Linked DNA regions of Sus scrofa: all the other regions are linked to region 2. A link is a contact called in public Hi-C data. All regions are on one chromosome and are shown on one strand. The core of a region is the stretch at or near the end of the contact, and the rest is flanking DNA. Distances in the headings are between cores, read along the strand shown. Region 1 holds the start of LOC110261743. Region 2 holds the start of TMEM14A (transmembrane protein 14A). Region 3 holds the start of GSTA4 (glutathione S-transferase alpha 4).

What was found. A called contact is a pair of places that touch in the nucleus more often than the background predicts.
Region 1: a Hi-C map of epiblast stem cells shows a contact between it and region 2, with 1.6 times the contacts expected there. The contact joins the promoter of LOC110261743 here to the promoter of TMEM14A in region 2. A contact is called at or near these places in 3 of 47 Hi-C or Micro-C datasets (embryonic fibroblasts and epiblast stem cells) and 2 of 2 datasets of contacts at active chromatin or transcription factors (alveolar macrophages and skeletal muscle).
Region 3: a contact with region 2 is called in a Hi-C map of embryonic fibroblasts, with 2.0 times the contacts expected there. The contact joins the promoter of GSTA4 here to the promoter of TMEM14A in region 2. A contact is called at or near these places in 13 of 47 Hi-C or Micro-C datasets (adipose tissue, alveolar macrophages, embryonic fibroblasts and 7 more) and 2 of 2 datasets of contacts at active chromatin or transcription factors (alveolar macrophages and skeletal muscle).

Annotation. Positions count from the first base shown.
Region 1 is chr7:46,323,895-46,327,654 of Sscrofa11.1, reverse strand. LOC110261743 reads left to right here and starts at 1,815. Exons shown (of 2, transcript XM_021100042.1): 1 at 1,815-1,898; 2 at 1,996-3,760. The coding sequence starts at 1,815. The coding sequence ends at 2,778. TRAM2 (translocating chain-associated membrane protein 2) reads left to right here. Exons shown (of 11, transcript XM_021098825.1): 11 at 1-3,760.
Region 2 is chr7:46,507,306-46,511,439 of Sscrofa11.1, reverse strand. TMEM14A (transmembrane protein 14A) reads right to left here and starts at 1,716. Exons shown (of 5, transcript XM_005666469.3): 1 at 1,607-1,716. LOC110261540 (a long non-coding RNA gene) reads left to right here and starts at 3,823. Exons shown (of 3, transcript XR_002345759.1): 1 at 3,823-3,996.
Region 3 is chr7:46,654,125-46,657,846 of Sscrofa11.1, reverse strand. It overlaps GSTA4 (glutathione S-transferase alpha 4), which reads left to right and starts at 1,356. Exons shown (of 7, transcript NM_001243379.1): 1 at 1,356-1,449; 2 at 2,417-2,521. The coding sequence starts at 2,432.

The DNA of each region.
Region 1 (3,760 bases), core at 566-3,065, 180 kb after region 2:
ACCTCTGTCCTCTGCTGGGTTTTCTAGACTCTCCTGGTTGCTTTTCTGCTGGCCTGATCTTTTTCCTCCCATGGCTGTTTCTTTCTCGTTTTACTTGTTAACTTTATCCTATTGTGCAATTTTTCTGTGTCTGATTTTTACAATGAGAGGGAGCGAAGCTTGCAGTGTGCTGGCCTTCCAGTACCCAGTCCCTGGGACCCGGCTGAGTTGACCTTCATGCCAAGGAGCCCCGGCGTGGCCGGCAGCAGCCGCTCGGTGATCCCTGCGTGGACGGGCGGCAGGAGGAGAGACTGGCCTCGGATCATCATCTCTTGGGTGCTGATGAACTGGCGAGATGGATGACTCCAGTTCTGCACGCGCATCCTGAGGCCCCTCGGGGGCCCTGCTGGTTGTAAGCGCCAAGGCTTTGGCTTTTGGTCCAGAAGGATGGTGTTAGCTGCCTTGGGCCCCACGGCTCAGAAGAGCATCCCAGTGGCCGGTCCTGGATTGGAAACCAACTTGCTCTCTCTCAGTCAGGGACGAGCTGGAGGAGGACATCTTCCCACTTTGCAGCAAGAGCAAAGTGACAGGAGCGGCGGGCTCGTCCTGAAAGGTAACACGGCGGAAGCGATGGAGGCGTCGACCCAGGCCTTTGTCGGGCAGGTCCTGCTGCCTCGCCCTTCCCACCATTCACCAGCATTCAAAACCAAACCAAACAGCAGTTACAGAACCAGCTGGGCACATGCTGCTCCTAAACCCCAGGCCGGCCAGCCCTGTCGGGGGTCGGCCCTGCACCTGCCTCCACCGTCGGGCTGCAGGAACACTAAGCTCCTGCTGGCCCTTGGGGCGGGTCACCTGGGCCCTGTTCCCTCTGGCCTCAGTGTTGAGTGTCCTTTGGAATTGTCATCGTCGTCTACTGCTGTTTGCTGAGCACACTCAACAGCGTTTTAGACAGTTTGCAAGCAGGCTCAGTCAGAATTGCTCTGCTTGTCAGATGGGCAGATACAACCATGTCGCTGTGCATCTTTTTGCCCTCTCCCCGCACGCGTTCTTTCCCCCCCCCCCCAACAACGACAAGGCCTCATGGTGCCTTGAGGACGCCTGCAGGGAGGGAGGCTGTTGGTAAGGAGGCTTGCAAACTGTGCTGGCTGGATCCCATGGGCACGGGGGCAGTAGGAGTGTCTGCCGCGCTGGTCCTCTTCCTGACATCACATTAGTAACCACAGCTGGGATGAGTACCTAGAAGGCGGGAACTGGGTCTTTTCGTCAAGGCAGCTCCCTTCTCGTCACTTGCCCAGAAGTTTTAATCGGCCAGCGCCTGGGGGTTGTTTCCCGACACCACAGCAGACCCTCGTCTAGCTCTTTGGGGTATAGGGCCACGGGCGTGGGAAGAGCTTCTCGTTACTCTTAGGAGAGTAAGAGCAGATTCCCCCCAGGCTTCTCTCTCCCTCCCTGACCCTCATCTGGGCCACAAAGCAGAACCCTGGTGAATGGGCAGCTTGTACCAACCCAGCAGACCCAATCTGCGATCTGTCCGCCAGTCAGTCGGTTCCCCCCTCCCCGCTCATGGCTGAAGCGAACCTCTGGTCCTAGGGTGCCCCAGAGACATGGTGCAGCCTCGCACCCAGCCCAGTCCTTTTGGGGCTGTGGCCTTGGCCCTGCTCCTGTTCCCTGCAAGAGGCTGCCCCCACTCTCCACCCCAGTGGGGAGCCCTGTCTTCAGTGCCTACCTGGCCTCCTCGCTGTGGGCTGGGGAGGTGGGCCACAGCCAAGGTCCTGCCATCAAGCAGTGTCCCTTCTCACATTCACTGGAAGGTGACTGCTGCCAGCGAACCCATGCTGGCTCCCGGTATAGTGTGCCTTCCTGCAGTACTACCAGCCCGGGGCCAGGCCAACGCCCTGTGCTTCCTAAGAGCCAGGGTTGGTTCCCTGATGAGTGTTGGGAAAACCTTCCCTGCTGTGTGAATCCCCTGAGACCTAGAGTGGTTCTGGAGGGAGTTGAGGGGAGGGTAACTAGGTGCCCCATCCGCCCAGGCAGGCCTGGCACGTTCATTTCAGAGCAGAGCCAAGCCTTTGGCAGGTTGGCTTGAAGTGTGTTGCCGGGGGCCAAAATAATTCCACTTCATCCCCAGAGCTTGATGGGCTGGCTTGTCCTGATTGGGCCAGTCTGGCTGTTTTTTTCTGCCCTAAACCCTCTGTGAAGGCCTTGCCAGACGCCCGCGGGTTTGCGAGGCTTCTCAGCACCATCCCCGGGAGGAGAGCAGATGCTAATCTACCTCAGCAGCCCGGGCCTCCTGGTGTCACCGTTAGGGGCATCGCTGGCTGGTGGGCGGGGGTGCCAGGCACGTGGGAGAGTGAAGCTGTGGGGGGTTGGGTGACCTCGGCTGCCAGTGCCCCTCCTTGGAGGGACGTTACTTCACCTCCAGGCTCTGATGGCTCCGCTGTTCACAAGTTCCGTGTGTCCCTGCTCCGGGCCCGGCCAGCGGCCAGCTGCTCCCTCCTGTTCTCGTCAGTTCAAGCCCTGCCACGTCTGTGCCACCAGACCCGCGCTGTTGCCGAAGACCTTTTCCTTTTCTGTCCTGAGGCAGAGCCACCCACATGGCAGAAGCCGGAACAGACACCTGTGCTCTGGCCGCTCCCGCAGATGCTCCTCCCCTCGAGCTGGGTGGCCCTGGACGCGGGCAGCCGGGTTTGTGGTGGGACCTCCCTCCTCGGTGCTGCCGAGTTAGAGGTGGGGGCAGAAAGTGCGCGCCCAGCCCAGCTTCACAACAGAAAAGCCTGTGCCCTGGGTGCCTTTTAAAATTCACAGTGGTTCACTGCCCGCCCACCCCTTTGGGTCCCTTCCTGGGCTTCGGCCTCCCCTGAGGGCTGAGGAGGACAGAGAGTTGGACATAATCCCCCTTGAAGAACCTGGGTTCCTGATCGTCAGAGCCTCTGTCTCCAGTGGAGGGTGTGCTGCAGGCTCCCGAGTCAGGACCCTGAGTGGGCCGCCTCCCTCTGCTGCCCTCCCAGCTCACGGCCCTGCTCCTCCCCGACCGGAGGAGAATCAGGTTGTTGACAGATGACCTGGAACCTGAATCGCGTCTCTCCCTGCACAGAAGTAGCCGCTGACTTGTCCTCTTCTAGCCTAGTTCTTGTGTGAATAGTGACTCCTCCAAAGGCTGAGGATGACCTGGTGCCCCAGCCGCCTCCCCACCCCACCCAAGCTCTCTCTAGGGTGGTCACACTCTGCGTGGCCTCCTTCAGCTCCGAGCTGATCTGGAGCCTTTTTGTGTCTGAAGTGCCTTCCTTGCCCTAGTCTCATGGCCGCCACGTGCACTGTGTGGCCGGCCCCCGGCAGTTACACATGAGAGGGACACAGACTGTGAGTTTCCCTCGTTTCCACTCAGCCTCACACCATCCTACCCGCCCCTCACTGTGTCAGGATCAGGTTGTTTCCAGTTTCTCCCTTGTGGGGTGGCTGCAGGCCTGTGAACTTCCTCCCACGGCCCCCAGGCACCTGCCTATTGAGGAAGTCCAGAGCTTCCAGGGGCACCAGGCCTGCCATGCTCTTCCACCTCCCCCCACATTTAAAAAAGGTACCCTTGCTGTCGTCTCTTGGGGTCTCTCTCTCGCTTCCCATTCAACCCAAAGTCTAGGCGATAAGGTGTCTATTTTTGCTTCCCGGTCACCAGTGTTCCTCCCAGGTGCCCATTTGATGTGGGTGCTGCTGGCTGTTGCAGAGTGCCCCTCCCACCCCTGCGCAGTGTCTCCTTGTATGAGCAGCAGCTCCCCTGCCCGTT
Region 2 (4,134 bases), core at 467-2,966:
TGTACAGATCTTTGTGCCCCCTCCTCCTCACACCAAAGAACAGGAAAGGGATAACATGGACGTTTGCTTATTGACTGAACCAAAGATCCCCTTTCAACATGTGCTTTGCCCTGGCTTTGCTGTGAGACAGCTCTCCCTTGGTGGCAGAGACATCCACGCTTAGTTCATGGTAAACCATTAAAAGACAAACGCAGTCCTGGCACGCACGAGGTTAACTGAGTGACCGTGACAGCCAATGTAACTCGCAGCAGTAGCTGAAACATCCAGGGGTGGGAAGTTCTCAGAAGTTCCACTGAAATCTTCCCAGGATTCTCTAAGACCTAGGAGAAGCTGTGCTGACCACAGGTGACTACTAGCGGCTACTAGTCCCAGAAGTAATTTAGGGACCTAATTTTCTCCTTAATCCAATCATCTGGTGTTAAAGGCCAGTTCTTCACCCTCCTCTGAGCTTCGCAGTTCTTCCTCTGATCCTCTTTTGAGGCCCCATCCCTCTACTTAGTGTAGAGTTACTTCTGTTGAACTCATCTCTGCCCTGGGCCAGTCAAACTTCTTGAGGACTAAGCTCAGGTTCAACTCATCTTCCTCTCCCACAGCGCCAAGCCCAATGCGTGCACAAGGCAAATGCTGAATAAATGAGTGAATGAGCTAGGGAACCAAAGCAATAACTTTGGCCTGAAGACATTCTGTAACTGAGCCACCCTCCGTGTAGCTCCACTGCCAGGAAAAAAAGCCCTTTATCTCCTCAATGAACTGAGTGTTGCTCTACAAAGACAAAATAATCTATTCTCAATCCTTGTAAGAAGTTTCCGTGCTCACAGCGAAAATTCACATAAAAAGCAATCCGCCCTGGCGCTCCTTTTCCGTAGCAGGACCGTATAACCTGCTTAGGACCACACAGTAAAACCAGAGGCTTGCGTTAGCCTGGGAGGGATAGGGGTGGGGACAATATGCCCAACGCATCACGTGCTCTCAGTGTCATCGGTTGCCCAGCACTCGGAAGAGCCAGAAAGCATCCTGGGTGCAATGCGGCAAAATAATTTACTGCACAACGTACAAAACCAGGTGACACGGCCCTGCCTTGCCCCTAGCCCTGCAAAATTTGACGAACCCACTAAGAGATTTCCCGCAAGTCATTATATAAAAAGCATTTTCACATGCTGAGGATCAATAATTACCTACCTTTTAACTCCTTGGGGCTCGAAAGACATTTTCGAGTGCAGTCTGGTTGGTGCAGGAAAGGTTTTAAAACCTCGCCAAGCATTTCTGTGATGGTCCAAGATCTCCACCCCCTTCCCCACCTCTCCGTAGCTCCAGGAACTCCAGGGAGGACAAGTGTCCAGGGAGGACAAATGGGAGATTCAGGGCCGTGGAAGGAAGAAATTCGGAGAATTCCCAGGCAGAAGAGAAGCGATACCCGGGAGAGCTGACCCCACCCCCTGCAAAATCCTCCCAAGGTTCTTCGCATTGTTATCTATTTCTGCGCCTTTGCATTAAATTACGGGCAGGAAGGTATAAGTTGCGAGACGTACAGCTCACCTGCAGCCCCAAGCTCTCCCCGCGGCTGAAAAGAGAAAAGTCGGGAGCCAGCTGCGGGAAAACTTCGTACCTGCAGTCAGGAAGCTGACCTCAAAAGCCTGCGCCTTCCGACTCTGGGCACTACTCTCCGGCACTGGGCGGGGCCGCTGATTCCGGGCGGCCCCGCCCCCCCTGTGCGCATGCGCCTCCCCCCCCACCATTCCGCAGCTCGGGTTTGTGTAGGATGGTTCTCCTTGTACCATCTGCAGCCCTCTCTGGCAATAGCATCCTAGGCCGCGGCCACCCTCGGTCACTCGCTCCTGCGGCCTGGCTTTCCGCCCTGGTGCCAGGATCTGCTGCTTTCTGTCGGACGGGGCGGGACTGACAAGCACTCGCAAGGAGTGGGTCTGGGTGTACCAAGAATTCCAGAAGGCGAAAGATTTTTAACCATGAAGAAGTTCCTTCATCATTCAAGGGGCATTTGTGGGATTTCTCCAGCAGCCTAGGCCTTTTATATACTCTCCTGTAGATTGTCCTCATTTTCAACGGTGGGAGCTAAGGTTCAGAAAGGTGAAAGGATTTCGTTGTCCTCAGGCTCAGCTCCTAAGAGAGGTGCGAGTGTTAGAACCCAGGCTGTCCAGTTTCGAAACCCGAGCAACCTTCCTTACACCGCCCATTTACGAGGTCATCTAGATGCGGAGGGGAAACCAGGAAACCGGTCTTATACTTCAAACCCAGGATTTGCTGGGCCTAAATACCAGAAGGGAAAGGTACACCATGCCAGAAGTGTAAGGCACTTGAAATCATGTCTAGTTTCAGGATAATCTATCCCCAGGAATGAGCTTTAGATTGATCTGGCATCGTGCCTTCTAAATACAACTTCTCATTTCACTCCAGTTTTGCCTTCTAGGCCACAATCCAGTAACTCCAACCCTCTCCCTTACATAACAGGCTGTCATCTAGGAGTCATCAAGTTGCTCTAGGGGTGCTTCGGGCTAGGAATAATAGAATTTCTTTTAAAAGGAAACCTAAGAATATACAGTAAATCTTGTGAACTTTGCTGAATCTACTCCTTCTGCTTAAAAATGCTTCAGGGAAGGAACGTGACTGTATCTAACTTAGGAGAAGCATAAGGTAGGCCTAGGAAGTTAACCAGGTTCCAGGAAAGTCAAGGAAGAGTTGATGGCAGGTGCTGGAATGTGGATGAAGGAAGTGATACCCTGGAGTTTGGCTGAGTGCTCCCAGCTCTCCTTCTCAGCCCCTCTAGGCTTTTGCAAAAGGGAGGATAAGGTTGAAAGCCTGACCCACTGACAGACTTTACTAGAATACTTAGCATTTTACTGACTAGCAACAGCAATTTTTAGATTTGTAGGAATGTGCTTCCATTTCTCCAAAAATTTCCACCCACTTCTTAGCCACAGGCTTGTTTTGATAGTCCAGCTGTTGTCAATCAGGTCCTGTGTATCTATAGATTCATCCTGAAGGCTGTCCTTGTCTACAGCATGCATCATTTGTAAACACTCTGAAGCACGCTGGATGCTGTCATATATTAGACATTTTCTCAGAGCAAACGGTTTTAAGGCACAGAGATAATTTGAACTGGTGAAATATAAGTTAGAGTCCAAATAAGTTACAGTTTCAGTAAAGAAATTAAGGAAGTCCTGTTTAGGAGTTCCTGCTGTGGCTCAGCGGTAAGGAACCCAACTGATATCCATGAGGACGCTGGATGGATCCCTGGCCTCGCTCGGTGGGTTAAGATTTGGCATTGAGATGAGCTGTGGTGTAGGTCACAGACGTCACTGGGATCTGGCTTGGCTGTGGCATAGGCCAGCAGCTGCAGCTCTGATTCCACCCCTAGCCTGGGAACTTCCATATGCTGCTAGTGTGGCCCTCGAAAGAAAAAAAAAAAAGTCTCAATATCACATTTAAGCAAATCACAACCTTTTTTTTTTTATCATTGTTGCATATAAGACGGGCAGGGCATCGAATAGGTAAGATCTTTTCATTTTCTTTAGTAAGAAATTAGCAGACAGTGGCATCTGCCCTATCCGATGAATATGCAGATAGATGAGCTAAGTCTAGTTTGTATCTGGACAAATATCAACAACCTTTGTTGTATGATTTCAGCGGAACGGAAAAAAAAAAAAAATCTGCGGGAGAAGAGGACAGACCTTTCACAAGGCCCAGGGGCGGGGCGGGGCGGGGGGAGAAGGCGGAGCCACCCTCCCCAAGCGAATGTTCATTGGCTGAGCCCGCCTGACACTCAGCCGTGCTCTGGCGTCCCATTGGCTCCTACCTCGCGCTGAATCCGGGGAAATTTGGCCTCTGAGGAGGCTAAGGGGCGCCACGGAGGGTCGTCCGCCAGCTGATGCGGCAGCCTTCTCCAGTCTCAGGCTTCGCGGAAGTGAAAACAAGCCAAGAACAAAACCCGTACAAATCCCCAAGTCCAAACAGCTCCAGTCACATTCAAGAAAAGCAAAGGTAAATGCGAAAAGTAAAATTCAGTCATTTTCCCTGTCAGAGGCAAAGCAAGCAACTGAATTTCAAGGGGGGTGAATTCAAGAAAAGATAAGATGGAAATCTAAGTTCAATTTTAGGATATTTATACCAATTTCTAGT
Region 3 (3,722 bases), core at 107-2,606, 150 kb before region 2:
GAAAGACGTCTTGAGTGGGACTGTCCCAGGTTGAGAGCAACTGAGAGTCTCCAAGAATAGAATGATTTCAAGGCTTCCAAGGAACACGATGACATTAGGATACCTGCCATAGAATGGCAGAATTATTATAACAGGACTTTTTATATCTCCACAAGCCTGTGTAAAGACAGAGTCTTATGACACTCCTTTAGGTTTTCTTTCAGGTAAACAAGATTGCTAGGATGTGATCCCTAATTTATTAGTCTGGACGTGTGAAGTGAGCGATTCTGTACGTTAGGGGAAAAATAGTAAAATAGCAATATGATATGGCTCAAGCAACTAGAAATAAGGAAATGGAGATAAATGGCTTATCAGCAAAGGTGAATAATAATGTTTGTTCTACTTAGTTCAATGAGAGTGGAAAAAATTAGTAAGGAATGATCACCTTGAGCAGGTTTAGATATGGCTCCCTCTCCATGTTAAACTGTGTTAGATCAGAATGAGGAAGACGAAATTGAATATATATATTATTTGTATTCGAAAGTGACTTTTCTGGCTCGCATGCAAAATGAAGAAACATCTCTATTCACCGTGTCAAGGAATAAAGGAGGGGAAGGAGAAAGCAATACACAAAATGAGAGAAATTAAGTTCTACGTTTAATACGTGTACTTAATGCCTTTTGAAAATTTAGTCAAGATACCTGCTCTTGCAGTGTGTAAGAAAAAGAAAAGAATAATGTCAAAAGAATAAGTAAAAGAAAGGAATAATGTCAAAAGAAAGGCAGACTGCCACATGCAGCGCCTCATTTGGATGTGTCTGGAGTCTTGGAAGCTTGACTACCCTACGTTCTCCTACAAATGGACCTTGAGAGCTTGTTTGGAGGTTCTAGCAGGGGAGCGCAGCTACTCGTATACCCTTGACCGAAGAACGGTCCTCCTCTATCGGGGATGGTCGTCCTCTTCGACCGAGCGCGCAGCTTCGGGAGGGACGCACATGGAGCGGTGAGGGAGGAAGGGGACACCCGCCTAGCCAGCCAGATCAGCCGAATCAACCCTGGCGATCAATGGGGTGACAGATGTCGCAGCCAGATCGCCCTCACATCCGAGGCCTGAGGAAGGCCGCGCGGTATATAAACCTGAGGAAATTTGTGTCTTTCTGCATAGGCCGAGTTATTTATTGCACTAAATCGCTAACATGCCTTTCAAACTAAATCTAACTAACACTTAAAAGGTCAATTAATCCCTCAGATCGCTAAAATTTGGGTTTAAATGACGTGAATTGGGGTTACTTTTGTATTATCCAGCATGCCTTGCAGAATGGGTGGAGCATGCTAAATACTGCCGTCTCTATTGGCGAAATCCTCCGGAGCCTCGCCCACCTCGAGCATCTCCGGCAGCCCGCGGGTTCCCCAGCTGCAGACAGCTAGCGGGGGCGTTTTGTTCGGTTCCGGGCGCTCGGAGTGGACCCAGGTCTGTCTTTCTCTTGCTGCCCCCACCTGCCCTTTCCCCTCTTAACTGTTTTTCTCCTGGCTCTGAGCCTCTGACTCTCCCTCCATACCCTAAGTACCCTGCGCCCATCCTTCTCTCGTCTTTCTCTCCTAGGTCCTTTGCGCCCCCGCACCATCCGGGTCGGTGGGGCCCCCGGGCCGGGGTGGGGGTCTTGCTCGGCTCGATGTGGAATGATTTTTAACACTCTCTGTGGAGTTCGCAGCCCTGTAAGGGGAGGCAGGCTCGGATGGTCCCCGAGCCAGGCCACGCGGGCTGAGCAGCCACGCGAAGTGCTGGGGCCTGGCTCCGCGGCCCAGCGGTGGTTTGGTCGCAGCGGGGGCTGGGGGCTCGTGTCCTCGCCGGGAGCAGGCGGGGCTTGCGCGACCTAGGGCCGCTTTGCCCGCAGACGCAGGCCGTGCAAACAATAGTAATCTTTGGTCCATCCACCTCCCTGTTGCTGTGAGGCTCAAATCTGAATGCGTGTGGACGCGAATTCTTGCAGCTGTTCCATGGGTATGTTTCTTCTCCGCGGCCTGGGGTCTGGCCTGTCCGGGCCGAATTTGTGAAATCTCAGATTTTCAAGGTCAAAGTATATGATGTTCCTAATCTGCGAAGTCCCGTGTTGCTAGTACAGATGTCTTTCCAGCAACTGGCCTCAGCTTCCCACGATCCAGAGTGTGAAATCATAAATAGAAATGATATGAAAGCCAAGTGTGTGGGCTTATTTAAGGTTTTAAAATGGTGGTATGTTATTGTTGAGTGAGGGAAAACGCAGTGGTGGTGGGGGGGGGGGATATAAATAAAACCCCTTCCCTTCCAAACCACAGAAATCCAAAAAAACAATTTCTTGTGCCCAAATCTTGAATATTCATTTAGCGTCTGAGGACTGGGATGAGGACACGAAATTGAGGCAGTTCTTTTGCGAGGAGCTGCTGGGTTTGTTTTTCAGAAAAGCTGAAAAGCCATGATGGCTACGAAGCCCAAGCTCCACTATCCCAATGGACGAGGCCGGATGGAATCCGTGAGATGGGTTTTAGCTGCCGCAGGAGTCGAGGTACCTTCCCTACCAATTGCTGTTTCTGCACAAATTTGTCCTACAACGTTGGGACTTTCGAGGGAAATGTCAATGGGGAGCCCTGTCTTCTCCCTCTAATACTACAGACATGGTTCAACGAATCGGAAGAGCCCTTCCATAAAAGGATTTCTCTATTAAGAATGGAGTTGATGGAATTCTATTTTACTTTTAGCTTTTTCTTAATCATAGGCTTCTGATCTACCACCAATAAATATTTATTAATGAGGAGAAAAGGAATGAAGCTGCAATTTGCCAATTATACCCAGAATTTTGTGAATATAGAATATCTGAGTGAAGAGTTCCCGTTGTGGCTCAGTGGTTAATGAATCTGACCGAGAACCATGAGGTTTCGGGTTCTATCCCTGGCCCCGCTCAGCGGGTTAAGGATCCGGTGTTGCCATGAGCTGTGGTGTAGGTCGCAGATGCAGCTTAGATCCCGCATTGCTGTGGCTCTGGCGTAGGCCGGTGGCTACGGCTCCAATTCAACCCCTACCCTGGGAACCTCCATATGCCGCCAGAGCGGCCAAAGAAATGGCAAAAAGACAAAAAAAAAAAAAAAAAAAAAAATCTTAATTTCCTGTGTGCTTCTGTGGCTTCAAACTGACAGCCTTCCTGTCTTGTCTGCATACTTGTATGCTTTGGCCCACAGTGTTTTGGGTCTTGTTTTTATTCTGTTCCTGTAGCTCCTTATTTATGGAAACTTTCAGATACACACAGGTAGAGAGAACATTACCAGGAGTTCCTTGTACCTGTCACCCAGCTTCAACAGCCATCAGCTTTATGCTCATCTTGTTTCATCTGTTTCCTCTCCTCCACTTGCTTTGCTGGGAGTATTTTAAAGTAAAATCCAAACATCATATACTTCATCTGTGAGACTCCAGCTTTGATCTCTAAATGATGAGCATTTTAAAACATAACTACAACCATGATCACACCCAACACAATTAACAACAACTCCATGTTATCTTCTAATACTCAGTCTGATTGTTTCAAAGAGGCCTTGTTTCAGTCTAGATCTAAATCAGATCCACACAGTGCATTTGAAAACCTTTGTTTCAATATTCTAACACTCTGTAACATTTCCTCTGCATTAAAAAAAACCAAAAACTTCAAATTCAGTAATAATTTTAGGTGAATAGAAAAGTAATAAAGAGAAAACAGAATATACCTGTATAACTGT